Regions from separate parts of the Mus musculus genome. Here region 2 is linked to region 1. A link is a contact called in public HiChIP or PLAC-seq data. All regions are on one chromosome and are shown on one strand. Each heading gives the region's core, a stretch centred on a gene start, on an enhancer-like site or on the middle of the called end of the contact. The rest is flanking DNA. Distances are from core to core; before and after follow the strand shown.

What was found. HiChIP or PLAC-seq counts read pairs in DNA pulled down with a chosen protein or histone mark.
Region 2: a contact with region 1 is called in an RNA polymerase II HiChIP or PLAC-seq map of embryonic stem cells, with 11 read pairs. The contact joins the promoter of Arxes2 here to the promoter of Bhlhb9 in region 1. A contact is called at or near these places in 2 of 484 Hi-C or Micro-C datasets (embryonic stem cells and nephron progenitors), 2 of 115 datasets of contacts at active chromatin or transcription factors (embryonic forebrain and embryonic stem cells) and 1 of 9 other capture datasets (adipose tissue).

The regions. Positions count from the first base shown.
Region 1 is chrX:135,882,051-135,889,159 of GRCm38.p6, forward strand. It overlaps Bhlhb9 (basic helix-loop-helix domain containing, class B9), which reads left to right and starts at 3,801. Exons shown (of 5, transcript NM_001098222.1): 1 at 3,801-4,037; 2 at 4,795-4,876; 3 at 5,211-5,267; 4 at 6,322-6,429; 5 at 6,701-7,109. The coding sequence starts at 6,991.
Region 2 is chrX:135,988,306-135,995,138 of GRCm38.p6, forward strand. It overlaps Arxes2 (adipocyte-related X-chromosome expressed sequence 2), which reads left to right and starts at 5,515. Exons shown (of 1, transcript NM_029823.2): 1 at 5,515-6,833. The coding sequence starts at 5,654. The coding sequence ends at 6,196. It also overlaps the pseudogene Gm15016.

The sequences.
Region 1 (7,109 bases), core at 2,551-5,050:
TCGATATTTTCTTTATTTACATTTCAAATGTTATCCCCTTTCCTAGTTTCCCCTCTGAAAACCCTCTATCCCCCCCACACACACACTGCGCACCAACCCACCCACTCCTGCTTCCTGGCCCTGACATTCCCCTATACTGGGGCATACAACCTTTACAGAACCAAGGGCCTCTCCTCCCATTGATGACCAACTAGGCCATTGTCAGCTACATATGCAGCTAGAGCCATAAGTCTCACCATGTGTTTTCTTTGGTTGGTGGTTTAGTCCCAGGGAGCTTTGGGGGTACTGGTTAGTTCGAATTGTTGTTCCTCCTTTGAGGCTGCAAATCCCTTCAGCTCCTTGGGTACTTTCTCTAGCTCCTTAATTGAGGACCCTGTGCTCTGCCTAATGGATGGTTGTGAGCATCCACTTCAATATTTTTCAGGCACTGGCAGAGCCTCTCAGGAGACAGCTATATCAGGCTCCTGTCAGCAAGCTCTTGTTGGCATCCACAATAGCGTCTGATGTTGGTGGTTGTTTATGGTTAGATCCACATGTGGGGCAGTCTCTGGATAGTCATTCCTTCAGTCTCCGCAATTCTTTCCATGGGTATTTTGTTCCCCTTTCTAAGAAGGATTGACATATCCACACTTGGTCTTCCTTCTTCTTGAGTTTCATGTGTTTTTCCAATTGTATATTGGGTATTCAGAGCTAATATCCACTTACCAGTGAGTGCATATCATGTGTCACCACTAATTTCTTAGCTCCAGCTAACCAGCATCATTTGTCCCAGTAGTCTCCTTCTAGTCTTGACTATAAGGCCAGAGACACATGGCCAAAGCTGCTGAGTTCTACTGCTTGCAGAACTGGAACATGGCTCCCTTGTTCTATTACATTATCAATAGCTTCCTCTTTACCTATTCCCTCACTACCTAAACTCTGTCATTGATCTTGCTCTGTAGTTTGACCTTCAACTCAGAGATCTGCATGCCTGTCTCCTGGGATTAAAGGTGTGTAACTCCATGCCTGGATTTAAGCTTTTCTTCAACTAGAACTTGCTCTATTTGAGGCTGGCCTTGAACTCAGAGATCTGCGTGGCTTGCTTTGTCTCCTGGGATTAATGGTGTGTACTACCATGCCTGGATCTAAATTTAGCTGGGTAGGATCTTTCCCCAGAATCCCTTAATCTGTTCACTCCTAGAGCACAGTATTAGGCTCCATTTCACTTCCTGGTGCTCCTTTAATACTTGAACTATGTATTTTATATTTTTCCTTTCTCAGCTGGCTAAGTTTGTTTAAGATGCTCTTCATAAGACTTAACCAGAGAACAAAATATATGATGTGTTTCTGAGACATCCTTTGTCAATGCAATTAATCTGAGTCTCTTCACCTTAGCCTCAGGCAGAGTCTTCAGACAATGGCAAAAAGTAGTCATATTCTTCACAAAATACCACAAAACAGTCTCTAGGCCACATATTGAAATTCTCCACTGAAACCTCTTGGGCCAGTTCCGCACAATTTAAATCATTCTCCGCGACAAAGTCTTCCATATTCCTACCAGAAAAACTCATTAAACCCCACTTAAAGCGTTCCAATGCTTTCAAAATGCAAAGTCCCCAAATCCACATTCTTCTAAGCAAAAGCATGGTCCGGCCTATCACAGCAATACCTTAGTCCCCTGGTACTAACTTCTGTCTTAGTTAAGGTTTTACTGCTGTGAACAGATACCATGACCAAGGCAACTCTTACAAGGACAACATTTAGTTGGGACTGCCTTACAGGTTCAGAGGTTCAGTCCATTATCATCAAGGCAGGAGCATGGCAGCATCCAGACAGGCATAGTGCAGGAGGAGCTGAGAGTTCTACATCTTCATCTGAAGGCTGCTAGCAGAATACTGGCTTCTAGGCAGCTAGGATGAGGGTCTTAAAGCCCATGCCCACAGTGACACACCTACTCCAACAAGGCCACACTTCCTAATAGTGCTACTCCCTGGGCCAAGCATATACAGACTATCAATGTAACATGTATTCAGGGACTAGTCATGTCTAATTCCTATTACAATAATTATCAATGGAGTGAAAGGACAGCTCAACGTTCACAATCCCTCCCTCAAAGGAGTAACACATATAGGATTCTTTGGGGATGCAAAAAATGGGTTTTCTACTTCAATATAGAAAACGTTGAATCCGCACATCTCCTTCAGTGGGGCAGGGGTATGATGGCATTGAATGTTTTGCATCCTCTCTTATGACTCGTGTCCTTTTGCCTACCTCTGTCTTTCCTTGCTACCTAAAGCTACCTTCTCTTTGTCTCATTTATTAAATTTTTGGATTTTACCCACACTTCATCTGTTTGAGAGGAGTTACATAACCTGATACTTTTCTCTTTTATTCTCTTTTATTCCATTTAGGGCTAATTCTATTCAAATAATTTTACTATATTTGAATAATTCTATTATAGTGTTAGTTAATACATAATTTGTATCACATCAGTTAATAATATATTACTATCTAAAATAAAGTATGGTTTTCAGAAAAAAAAGAACAAATTAAAATCTTTTAAAATATTGGTTTTTCTGACCTACAGCAAAAAAAAAAAAAAAAGTGTGATTCTTCAGCAGTGGAGTCTTAATAGCCAAAGGATGTGGCAATAGCTTCTGTTGTTTTAGGTGCCACCGGGGCAATGGTTCTCAACCTTCCTGATGCTTTAATTCAGTTCCTTGTCTTATGGTAACCTCCAAGTACAAGATTATTCTCGTTGTTACATCATAACTGTGATTTGGCTAATGTTATGAATCATAATGTAAATATCTGATATGCAGGATATTTGATATGTGACCCCTGTGAAAAGGTCATTCAACCCTCAGTGAGGTAGCAACCCATAGGTTAAGAACCACTGCTCTGAGGCCCCTTTAACCAGTAACTCGCAGTGCTTGGTACTGGGATTTTTATTTAATAAGTCGTGTCTTCTGAGAGCAGCAGCCTGGTCCACCCATGCAGGGTACCTCTGTTCAAACTCCTTTGTCTTCAAATTATATTTTAAAATTCGCTTGCATGCTAGTTGTTTGCTTTAAGGCTTCTTCATACATTCTATGTTTGGGTTGACCTATCACCTACTCTGTCCCAACCTACTCCCACGCCACCTCCCAGTTCTTTTATGTCATATGTGACTAGATGAGTTTTTAGTCCAAATAAGTCAAAGGAAGTAAAGTGACTTTTACCCCAGACCTCTGGTTGGTTTTCCAGGGACAGAAGTCTGGCTTTACCCTGGGGGCAGCGATGTAAGCTGCAATGGTTGCTCCCATTTCTTTTCCTCTAGGAACTCCATGAAGCATTGAGAGAAAAACATGAAGAATCAAGAGTCCTCTCTGCAGACTGTTGCTAGGCTACCTGTTCCCTCTCTAGCTGCAGTACTAAAAGCCCTCCTCCCTTTCTACTGGCGTCAGAAGCTACGAGAGAACTGAAGGGTAGCAAGAGATGGAGTGCAGGGAGGGGCTGGGGGCCAGCAAAGCCCAGCTTCCTACTGAAGTACAGGAGCACTCAGTATCCCTCCGCTGCTCCCTCCTGTTCCACATCTCCAGACCACCTTCTCTCCATAGTCCCCCTCTCCAAAGCCCTCATAGACTCTAGATTTCAGCCATCTCACACACTGTTGTGGCACCCCCCCCCCAAAAAAAAGTGGTGGTGGTCTCTGGTTAGGGTGAACAGGGGTCTGCAGACGCCTACGGGTGCAACCCACCTCTCCAAGAGGAGTGGGGCTGTCTGGCCCCGCCCACTCCGAGTCGGAACTACAGTGGGTCCAGGAGGGGGCGTAGAGCCCCGTGCGCAGTATCCCTCCGCCCCCTTCCCGACACCCTCGAGGTGAGCTGTGCTTGCCGCATCCTGCGCAGCCCCTGCCTGTTTGGTGCAGAGACGTAGGGGCGGGACACGTCTCTGCCATTCCACTCGCGCGCAAAGCGGTGGGGGTTCTGTGAGAGGATCCGCCGAGGACAGAGACCAGCCGGGAGCAGGAGGGGGACGCGGGGGAGCCCGGACACCTGGGCCGTGCGCCTGGCCAGGCAAGTGGAGGTGTGTCGAGGGCTCCGAGTGGTCGCACACTGAGGACCACTGCCCGGCCCTGACAGTCCAGTGAAGGCCAGCAGGTCGCGGCCTCCCTGGAGTGTGCGCGGTGCTCGGAGACCCCAGGCGGTGGGGAGGAGGAAGCGGGAACCCGAACCGGGCCCCGGGCGCAGGGTGGCAGCCAGAGTGTCTTGAGTCTGAGGGTCTGGAGGCCTGCAGAGCAGATGGCCTGGCAGCAGGCTTTTCCCCCCGGCCCTTTTTGGTGTTTGGGCCCTGCAAGGGTTGTGGGGGAGGCGACTATGGGAGAAATGGCGGCGCGGAAGCTGGGGGTGGTGCCCCTTGGAGGTTGCTGTTCATGGGTTGGAGGCAGGTGGCCAACTCTGGTGATGGTTCAGCTGTTTGGTGAGTCGCCTTTCTACCTGGGCCCTTATTCCAGAAAGGGATCCATGTGCCCTGCATCGTGGGTGCTGTCTCTTCCCACAGACTCCTGCTTGGTGGCAAAGTCTCTTGTCAGGGTGGTAGAGGTAGTGTATTCTGGGGAAGGTGAAACATCATTAGAGGGGCGATTATGAAGATGTCAGAACATAAGAATGAAAAGTTCATCTGCCTTCAATACAGGATTGTTTTATTGCCCTCTGTATTTAGACTCCTGTACCTAATTTACTGCAAGGAATTGGTCATAATAAGGAGTTGGTCATATATACAGAACTCCTAGCTATATAAATATTATGACATTGTCCTATCTTTTATATTCAGGATCCATTTTCTCAACATTTCACCTTGAACATTTGTTTTAATGTTCGAATGGACTTAAAGTAAAGAAGAACTTTTTGTGCAGGTGGGTGTTCAATTTAGAATATTTGAAATCACTATTGGAGTTAAGTGTCTCTTTCTGGGACCCCCATATATCATCCCCAACTTTTTGTTGTCCCTCATAGTTTTATACAGCAGCAGTACGGGGTGGGGGGGGTGGGGGGGGGTGGGATGCAGTTTCTGAAGGTAGCCATTTGGGTCACACATGGGAGCTGATGGAGATCATGTACTTGGTTCCTAATTCTTTAACAGAGGTATTTGAACTTGGGTTTTGGAAATCTGCCCATAAACCTATAATTTTATACCATGGTCAACATTTTTTTTAATATTTTCCTCAATATCTTTTGCTTTCTATGTAGGTCGACTCTTCTCCAGCCAGAGGGAAGAATAGCATCTCCCGAGCATCCTGCTTTGTGGTAAGACTGGCATTCATAGCACGTGAGGCAAGATCTAGCTATACAAAGGGAGGCTGGTATTTCAAACATGACCTTGGAATTATTGTTTTCATTAGCTTCCCTGCCTTCTTCCCAAATATAGTTGCATGTGTTCCACTATCTACTTTTATACCTTGTATTTTTTCCTCAGACAAAGAAATTTAGTCCCTGAATGGGAAAATGCAAGACTTTACCGTTAGGAGGATGCATATTCAGTCAGATTACAGGTCTTGAGCACATATGAGGGATAGTTAGGGCAGGGCTGACAACATGTGGGAGACATTTAATAACCCTGAGTATACAGAAACATGTGCTGTGAACCTTTTTAGGGGAGTTCTGTCAATCCTTTTAGTGGGATTGTTGTTGTTGCTGTTGTTCCTGGTGTTGCCTTCTGCCTCTGCCTTTTTCATCCATAAACCTGTTTCTTTCTAGGTTCTTGTAGAGCAATGTTTCTCAACCTGTGGATTGTGACCCTTCTGGGGCTAGGGGTAGGGGATCAAATGATCCTTTCATAACAGTTACGTATCAGACATGCTGCATATCAGATATTTACATAACAGTCCATAACTGTAGCGAAATTACAGTTATAAAGTAGCAATGAAAATAAGTTTATGATTTAGGTTCAATACAATGTGAGGAACTCTTTTAAAGGGGCGCAGCATTAGAAAGATTAAGAACCGCTGCTGTAAAGACTTGTAAGTAGTTGTTCACTTAGAAGGTAAGCAAGAGAACAAGACTTTATTAGGGTTCTAGGTGAATATGAATGTGAACCCACACAGATGAAACCAGATCTCACCTTGGCCCCAAGGTTTTCCAGCTTTCCAACCGTTGTTGCCCTCACATTCATTACAGAGAGTGGGAGGCCAGTGAGCAAAGATTGTATCAATAGATAATTAGCAGATACTGAGTCAGAAAATGTAAGGAGAAGCCATAAGAGAACAGGGTATGAGGAAGTGTTAAGATTCATGGAGATACAAGTTTAGGTCAGTTTGTTAAATACTCAAAATTCTGATCCCATGTGTATTTTTGTCCATAGTTCTGCTGCCTTTGAAGTCAGTTGGGTGGCTTTTCATCAGTGGAAGTGAGGAAGGAGGAATTCATCCCATCACATCAGCACACTTTAGTGAAGCCTTTCTGAAAACCTGTAAGTACCTGATGGTGTATCCCAGTATATGGGACCAAAGGGGCTGGGTGCTCCTTAGCTTCTCCCACCGCAGCCATCTGTTGTGTATGGTGGAGAGAGAAGAATGGTCTGGATGCAAATACACAAGAAGTCAAATGAGATAGCAGAGTCTACTACTAATCTGTACCTTCAACCCCCTAAGTCAAATCTCTTTTCATGTCCTTCTGTGTAGCTGTCTGTATAAACGACCAAAGTTGGAGGACACTCAAAGTCTTTCTTTTTCCTACCTTAGGTCTTTCTCCACTGGTAGACTTGGATTGGGAGAAGATTGCTTTCAACGGGTCTGCCTTTGGAAATCATCGTCTTCTCCCTAACCTGAGTGTGTCTTTAATTTGTCCCTATCGTTGATAAGAGACTGTATGTCAAAAAAGGGGAATTTCTTAACGACTGAAGTGACAGTTGTCTTGGACTCTTTCTGCCAAGTTTATCTCTGACTAAGTTAACAAGTATAAAGTTTCCAGCCCGGAACAAACAGAGAACTAAGGATAAGACTCGACAGGTGTATATAACTGTGCTTCAACCATGACTGGTTCAAAGAATAAGGCTAGGGCACAGGCTAAACTAGAAAAAAGGGCAAGTGCACAAGCCAGAGCTGTGGCAGAGAGGGAGGCTGCTAATGCCAACCGAGGTGCAGGCAAAAG
Region 2 (6,833 bases), core at 4,265-6,764, 110 kb after region 1:
TCCTCTTTCTCCTCCTCTCCTCTTCTTTCTTCTGTTCCTCTTCCTCTCCTCTTTTTTCTTCTTCTTCCCCCTCCTCCAGTGCTGCTTCCTCCTCTTCCCCATCCTGTTCTTTTTTCCTCACATTCCTCCACCTCATCATCCTCCTCCTCATCCTCCTCACCCTCCTCCTCCTCCTCTTCCTCCTCCTCCTCCTCCTCCTCCTCCTCCTCCTCCTCCTCCTCCTTCTTCTGGAAAACACCAAGTGGCCATTACTACCAGTGTAGCAGGAAAGCACTGAGGACTCAGGGTCCCAGGATTAGGAGGGAACGTCTATGGAGGTTTCAGCACAGGTCTTAGGGGCCACAGTTTGTGGCAGTATCCAAAAACAAGGAGTGGACCCCCATCAATCAAACTGGGTTGCCTGGTCAAGCACATGAAGATCAAGTCTCTGAAGGATATCTACCTGTTCTCCCTGTCCATCAGAGAATCCTAGATTATTGACATTTTCCCGGGAGCATCTGTAAAGGGTCATGATAGTGCAGAAGCAGACTCTGGCTGGACAGGGGACCAGGTTCAAGGCTTTTGTCGCTATTGTGGACTACAGTGGTCATGTTGGTCTTGGTGTTAAGTGTTTCAAGGAGGTAACTATCCTTGGAGCCTCCATGGGGCCATCATGCAGAGAGACTACTTGGGGAATAAGATTGTCAAGTCCCACATTGTTCAGTGCAAGTTGACAAGCTACTGTGGCTCTGTATTGTTATGTCTCATCCCTGTCCCCAGAGGCACTTGCATAGTCTCTGATTCTTGCCCAAAATGCAACTGATGGTCACATCAGCCAGGTGATACCACCCTTCATGCCCTCTCAAAGACCTACAGACACCTGAGCCCTGATCTCTGAAAAGAGACTGTGTTCACCAAGTCTCCTTATCAGGAATTCACTGATCATCTTATGAAAACCCATACTGGAGTCTCTGTTCAAAGGCAATGATTTCCCCCAGTTTCATAATGCTTAGAGGACCATCAAAGAGACCTCAGGAGATAATGTAATGCCTTACATTATTAAACAATGATAAATTATTTCTGACTGCTTAAATGATAATCTGTGACTTCTATGTATCTCTATAATGAGTGTTAAGTATAAGTCCTTTCTAGCCATTTAATATAATAATATGCATTCTTTCCTAGCTCAGGTTTTGAAATCTAGTCTGTAATGAATTTATGAAGACAACATGAATTTATTTCTTAGGTTTTTTATGGTTTTAGAGCTTTATTGTTGAAAGACAGGGAGAAAGAGAGAAGGTAGAAAGAGGGAGACTGGCCATGGCCACGTGGAAAGAAGGGGGAAGGGAGAGAGAGAAGGAGGACTAGAGATGAGAGTAAGAAAGGTGAGAACTTAAAGAGCTTTATTACTTGTTTTAAAATGTCATATCAGTTGCAAGAATTTTGCATTATGAGAAATAATATTAAAATTCAGTTTCCCCAATTATAAAAATATATCCATTTTGGGAAACAAATTGGCAGAAATTGTTATTGTTATTGCTATTATTATTATTATTTTCTAAGACATACTGAATACTGCAGCTCTTGTTCTTCCTGACAAACACCTTGACTGTCCCCAAGTAAATATGGCACTTTAGTCAATGTTATGGTTTAGATGTGAAGATATCACACCCCATACACATATATTGAAGACTTTCTCCTCAATTAATGGGCAGGTAATTGGATCAAGGGGGTTCAAGAGGCCTCTAACCTAATAAGTGGGTTTGTACACTGGATGGATTCATAAACTAATGGTGTTATTGGGAAGTGATGGGAACTTTTCAGGGGAGTAAATCGCTGGGAGCTTCTCTCTTTTCCTAGTAGTCTTCCTGCCTTCTCCTTTTCCTCCTTCTCTTCTTCCTTCCACCCCCCCATCTCTCAACAGACTGCCTGCCAATATGTTTTCTTTGCATTATCCAAGGCCCAGAAATAACAGAAGGACATTACTATATTCTGAGTGAAATACCTAACATTGTGAGCCAAAATACATTTTTCCTTCTTTTACGTGTTTCAGAGAATCAGCAAAGCAACAAAATTAGACTTATGCAGCCAATATAGATTTTGTATTAATAAAATTTTAAAATTGATTTCACAAAGGTGTTTTATTCCTCTGTGATAATATTTAAGAGTTTAATGGCCAGCTCATCCAGGAGACACGAAATTAACACTGTAAGGAGACTACAGAAGTGTTTTCAAGTGTTGGTCCAATTTTTTTCACCCCCCATTAGCAGGGTATAAAAGTTTCAGAATTAACAATTTTCTCAGTGTTTCAAACTATTGGCTATTCTCTCAGAATATAATATTAGTTAATTGATAATCATTTTTTAAAAAAATTTTCTCTCCTTAGTGATTAATTCTGGGTGAAATGTAAACAAAATATGCTGTCTTTTCTACTCCAGGGTTAAGTAAGACAAAACTCCATTTAAGAAATGTTTTTAGAAAAGCCACTTGGCAGAAATTTAAATTCCCACAGGGTCAGCATTTCTTGAAATCAAAATATGTGCTCAAGGTTGCATGGTGTTCTCACAAGTGGCCCTTTGCTTATCAGCTGCACTGTTTGGAGTTAGCCAACTGTGTGGGAGTGGAAGGTAGGAGCTCTGATCACTCAGAGAGAGGCACAGGATCCCTTCGCATTAGAATGCTTTGGAATGTGTGGCCATTTTCTTGGGAATCCCAGACCTTTTTCTAACACCAATGTTGAGCATCTTTTCATCAACTTGACTTTAATCTACCGTCATTACTTGTCTACTTAATTATTTTCATTCTCTTTTCCCTTCATAGATGACTTTTTCATTTTGATTAAATTCATCCCTCATTTTCTCCTCCTCTTATCTCTTTGCAGGCCCCTCTCATCACATCCTTCCCCACACTTCATACACACACACACACACACACACACACACACTCACACACACACACACACACACACACACACACACGTATATACATGGGTCTAATTAGTGTTACACACATGTGGGTATAGGGCTGTCCACTGTAGCATGAGGAAACTGCCGGGGCACCACCCACGAAGAAGACTAACTTTCTCTCCCTCTGGCTGTCAGCTAGCTGCCTGTAGCTTCTCAGCTAGGAGTGAGGTTTTGTGAACCCCTCTCCACCCATACTGTAACAGTGGAGAGGACCTTGAGCAGTTTTTTATTTATTATTGTCCTTGGCGTTGTCTTCATCATCACCATCATTGTTTTTAGGACAGGGTTTCTCTGTGTAGCTCTAGCTGTCCTGGAACTCACTCTGTAGACCAGGCTGGCCTCGAACTCACAGAGATGCTCCTGCCTCTGCTTCCTGGATGCTGAGATGAAAGGCATGTGCCACCACTGCCTGGCTATATATTTAATTCTTAACGATTTAGTGAAATGCCAGTTTTTTTCATATTTAATTTTGTGACAATTTATATTCTAATTATTAGTTCTCTTAGCTACTATGGTTTTGAAATATTTTCTCTCAGAAACTTCTTTATATTATCTTAGTAGAGTTTTGAAATAGCTCATTTTTTTTTAGTTTATTAAAAAAAAAGAACATTTTAGTGATTCTCACTTGGAAATTGTGGGTTTTAGTGTCTAACCAAAAGAGCAAAAGGTTACTCTTGCATATTTTCTGATAAAAATGTTATAGTTCTTCATTTAGATATATAGCCCCTTCGATTTCACTCTTTGAGTGTAGTCCAGTAGATATAATCACAGTTTATTTTTGCTAATATTAGTACACTTGACTGAGCACTATATCTGGAGAAGACTGTCTTTCCCCCTAAATTATCTTAAATAACACCAACAATGAGTCACTATAATTCCAATAAAAATCCAAAAAATTTTACAAAGAAAATAACACACTGATTTTCACATGCAGTGAAAACTCAAAAGACATAGATTTTTGAAAACACAACGTAACTGGAGAATAAGCAACACCCGATTTCAAAATTTCTGATAAACCTATAATAATCAAGAAAGTGTTCTGTAGACATCGAGGTGAGAAGCTAAATCAAAGGAACTAAATAATGAAATATATCCATATCAATATTAATGACTAGTTTTTTTTTAAAGATCCGAATGTAATTCAGTGGGAAAAGATAATATTTCCAAGAACTACTGCTCGGTAATTGTGCACTCAGCTTCTTAGTACCCTGTGATCTCAAGTGGATTGAGGGACTGGGCTACTTTGAGTAATTACCACAATAAAGACCACCCAGTTATCTGAAAACTCAGCATGGGTGACATTAAATTAGTGGTACTCAAACGTTAGCTGTTTAGGCCTGGAATTTTCCAAGTAAGAAGCTTTCTTCGAAATTATCAAGGGAAATGGATTAAACTGGGAGATATTTGTACCTCTCCCCACCCCATTACTAAATCAAAAGCAGGGACACGAGGAGAGAAGGCTCTACATTTTCAGTAGTTTCTCCAATTAATATCCATCTAGGTTTGAAAAGCAATGTGGGGTTTCTACAAGCTTTTTGGATATTTTGAATGCGTGCTCAAGTGATGCTATGGCTACTTGCTTGCAAGTATCTGCTTCTTTTGTCTATTCCGATGTGTCAAATACTACTTCCTTAACTAAGTGCTATTTATTCAGATTTGTATACAAGCCTCTGATTTAAGCACTGGGGACAAGCATAAAGGACAGGAAAGACAGGGTCACTAACCTGTCATTAAAGATTGGGAAACTGGGACTAAGAAGACAAATCAATTGGAAAGGCAATTTGGTAGTCATTTATGATTAAGAGAATAATTAGGGTAGGTAGACTAAGAATCAAGGGTCAGGGATCATTACACAGGAAATTGTCACTGAAAGCCTTTGCTGGAAGTGGCCTTAAGAACTGAGTCCTGAATGCTAAGAAGCCATGCACAGACAGGCCAGGTCTTGGTGCGCTTGGACTGTGTGTGCTCCAGTGAACCCAGGAGCAGAGGACAGCAAGCCCACTGGCTGCAGCCTGGCAGACAACCATCAGGATGGTAGGGGGTGAGGGGTGGACAGGGCAGATGCAGCAGAGTCTGGGCCTCCTCTGCCACTAAGACTGTATGCTGAGGGCGGAGGACCCCAGCAAGTGGGGGGGGGGCATGACCTGTAGGGAATGGCTGGTCTGTGTGTAGAGAATGGACTGCAGAGGCAGGATTAGCCTAGTGTGGGGGGAAGGAAGTCCAGGCATCAGCAGCCTGTTGCAGAAGGCCAGGGGAGGGGCTAGGATGTATGGAAGCCATGATGCAGCAGTGTGCAGAGGGAGAGGGTTCCCTGGCCAGGGCTTTGTGTGCCGGGGCAGGGGCTGTGGTTGGTGCCAGGGACCTTCCGTGACTGTGTCTGGGTGTGAGGGTGAGACAGTTCAAGGCACCGCTGGGCTCATTCAGCCAGGCTGCGGCTTTCTATGAGATGCTCCAAGTGCCTTAGACTCTCAGCAGACAGTGGTTGTAGGGTTAACTAGTGGCTTGGGGCGGGGGAGGGGGCAGGCATCGTGGGCGGTGCGCGCTCCAGGGACGCGTGCGCGAGCCCGGCATTCCGCGCGAGCCAGAGGAAGGCAGAGGGACCGCGGAGCGAACTGCACGCCCCGTGCAGAGCCAGCCAGCCAGCCAGCCAGCCAGCGAGCGCCGGTGGAGCCCGCGTGGAGGGAGCCGCCGATTGAACACCCTGCAAGATGAACTCCCTGCTGTCCCGGGCCAACTCGCTGTTCGCCTTCACGCTGAGCGTCATGGCGGCGCTCACCTTGGGCTGCATCCTCACCACCGCCTTCAAAGACAGGAGCGCGCCCGTGCGCCTGCACGTCTCCAGGATCCTGCTCAAAAAAGTGGAAGACTTCACCGGACCCAGAAAGAAGAGCGACCTGGGCTTCATCACCTTCCACATCTCTGCGGATCTGGAGAAGACTTTCGACTGGAACGTCAAGCAGCTCTTCCTTTATCTGTCGGCAGAATATTCCACCAAAAGCAACGCTGTGAACCAGGTGGTCCTCTGGGACAAGATCCTTCTGCGAGGCGAGAACCCCAAGCTGAACCTGAAAGACGTCAAAAGCAAGTATTTTTTCTTTGACGATGGACACGGGCTCAAGGGAAACAGGAATGTCACTTTGACTCTCTCCTGGCAAGTGATACCGATTGCTGGGATCCTGCCTCTTGTGACTGGATCTGGACGCGTGTCTGTCCCGTTTCCAGATTCCTATGAAATAGCCACGACTTTTTGAAGAATTCTCTCTGCATTGGAAACGGGGACATCTGTGGACTCAAGAAATCGCATCTCCTCATCATTTCCCTCAAGTCTTGCTGACTTCTCTTTTGTTTTGTTTATTTTAAAACATGCTGGTTTTGTTCTGGGACTGGCTGCACTCATCCTCATGCTTCCCTGAGCCTAACATAGAGACTATATTCATTGATCTTAGTGTGTGTGTGTGACATTGGTTATCACTCTTCCTCTGTATAAGAATTAACATCAAATTTTATAGTTGGAGGGAAAGGCTAATAGAGTTCTGGAACTTTCTTTATTCTACCAATGAAACAACAAAGAAGTTCACCAGAGTAGGTTATTATTAGACAGTTGGATAATGAGGATTGAAAATAATACACAGTTTTGTCATATTCACTACATTATCCCATGTGATATATAAAATTTGGGGAGAATTTTAAAATTAGATGTTTTGGTATTGTCACAATAACTGTATTTTATTCCTGAGATTCCTTGTAGGTCCACATTGAATGCCGTTTTCTTATATCTTCTAGGGTGTGTTTGATTACTAGAAAAATTGTGATTTGTTTCGTAAGAGTCTGACATGCAAAATAGTTAAACACGAGTCAGAAATCTTACTGCTTTCCTTCCTTGCCAGC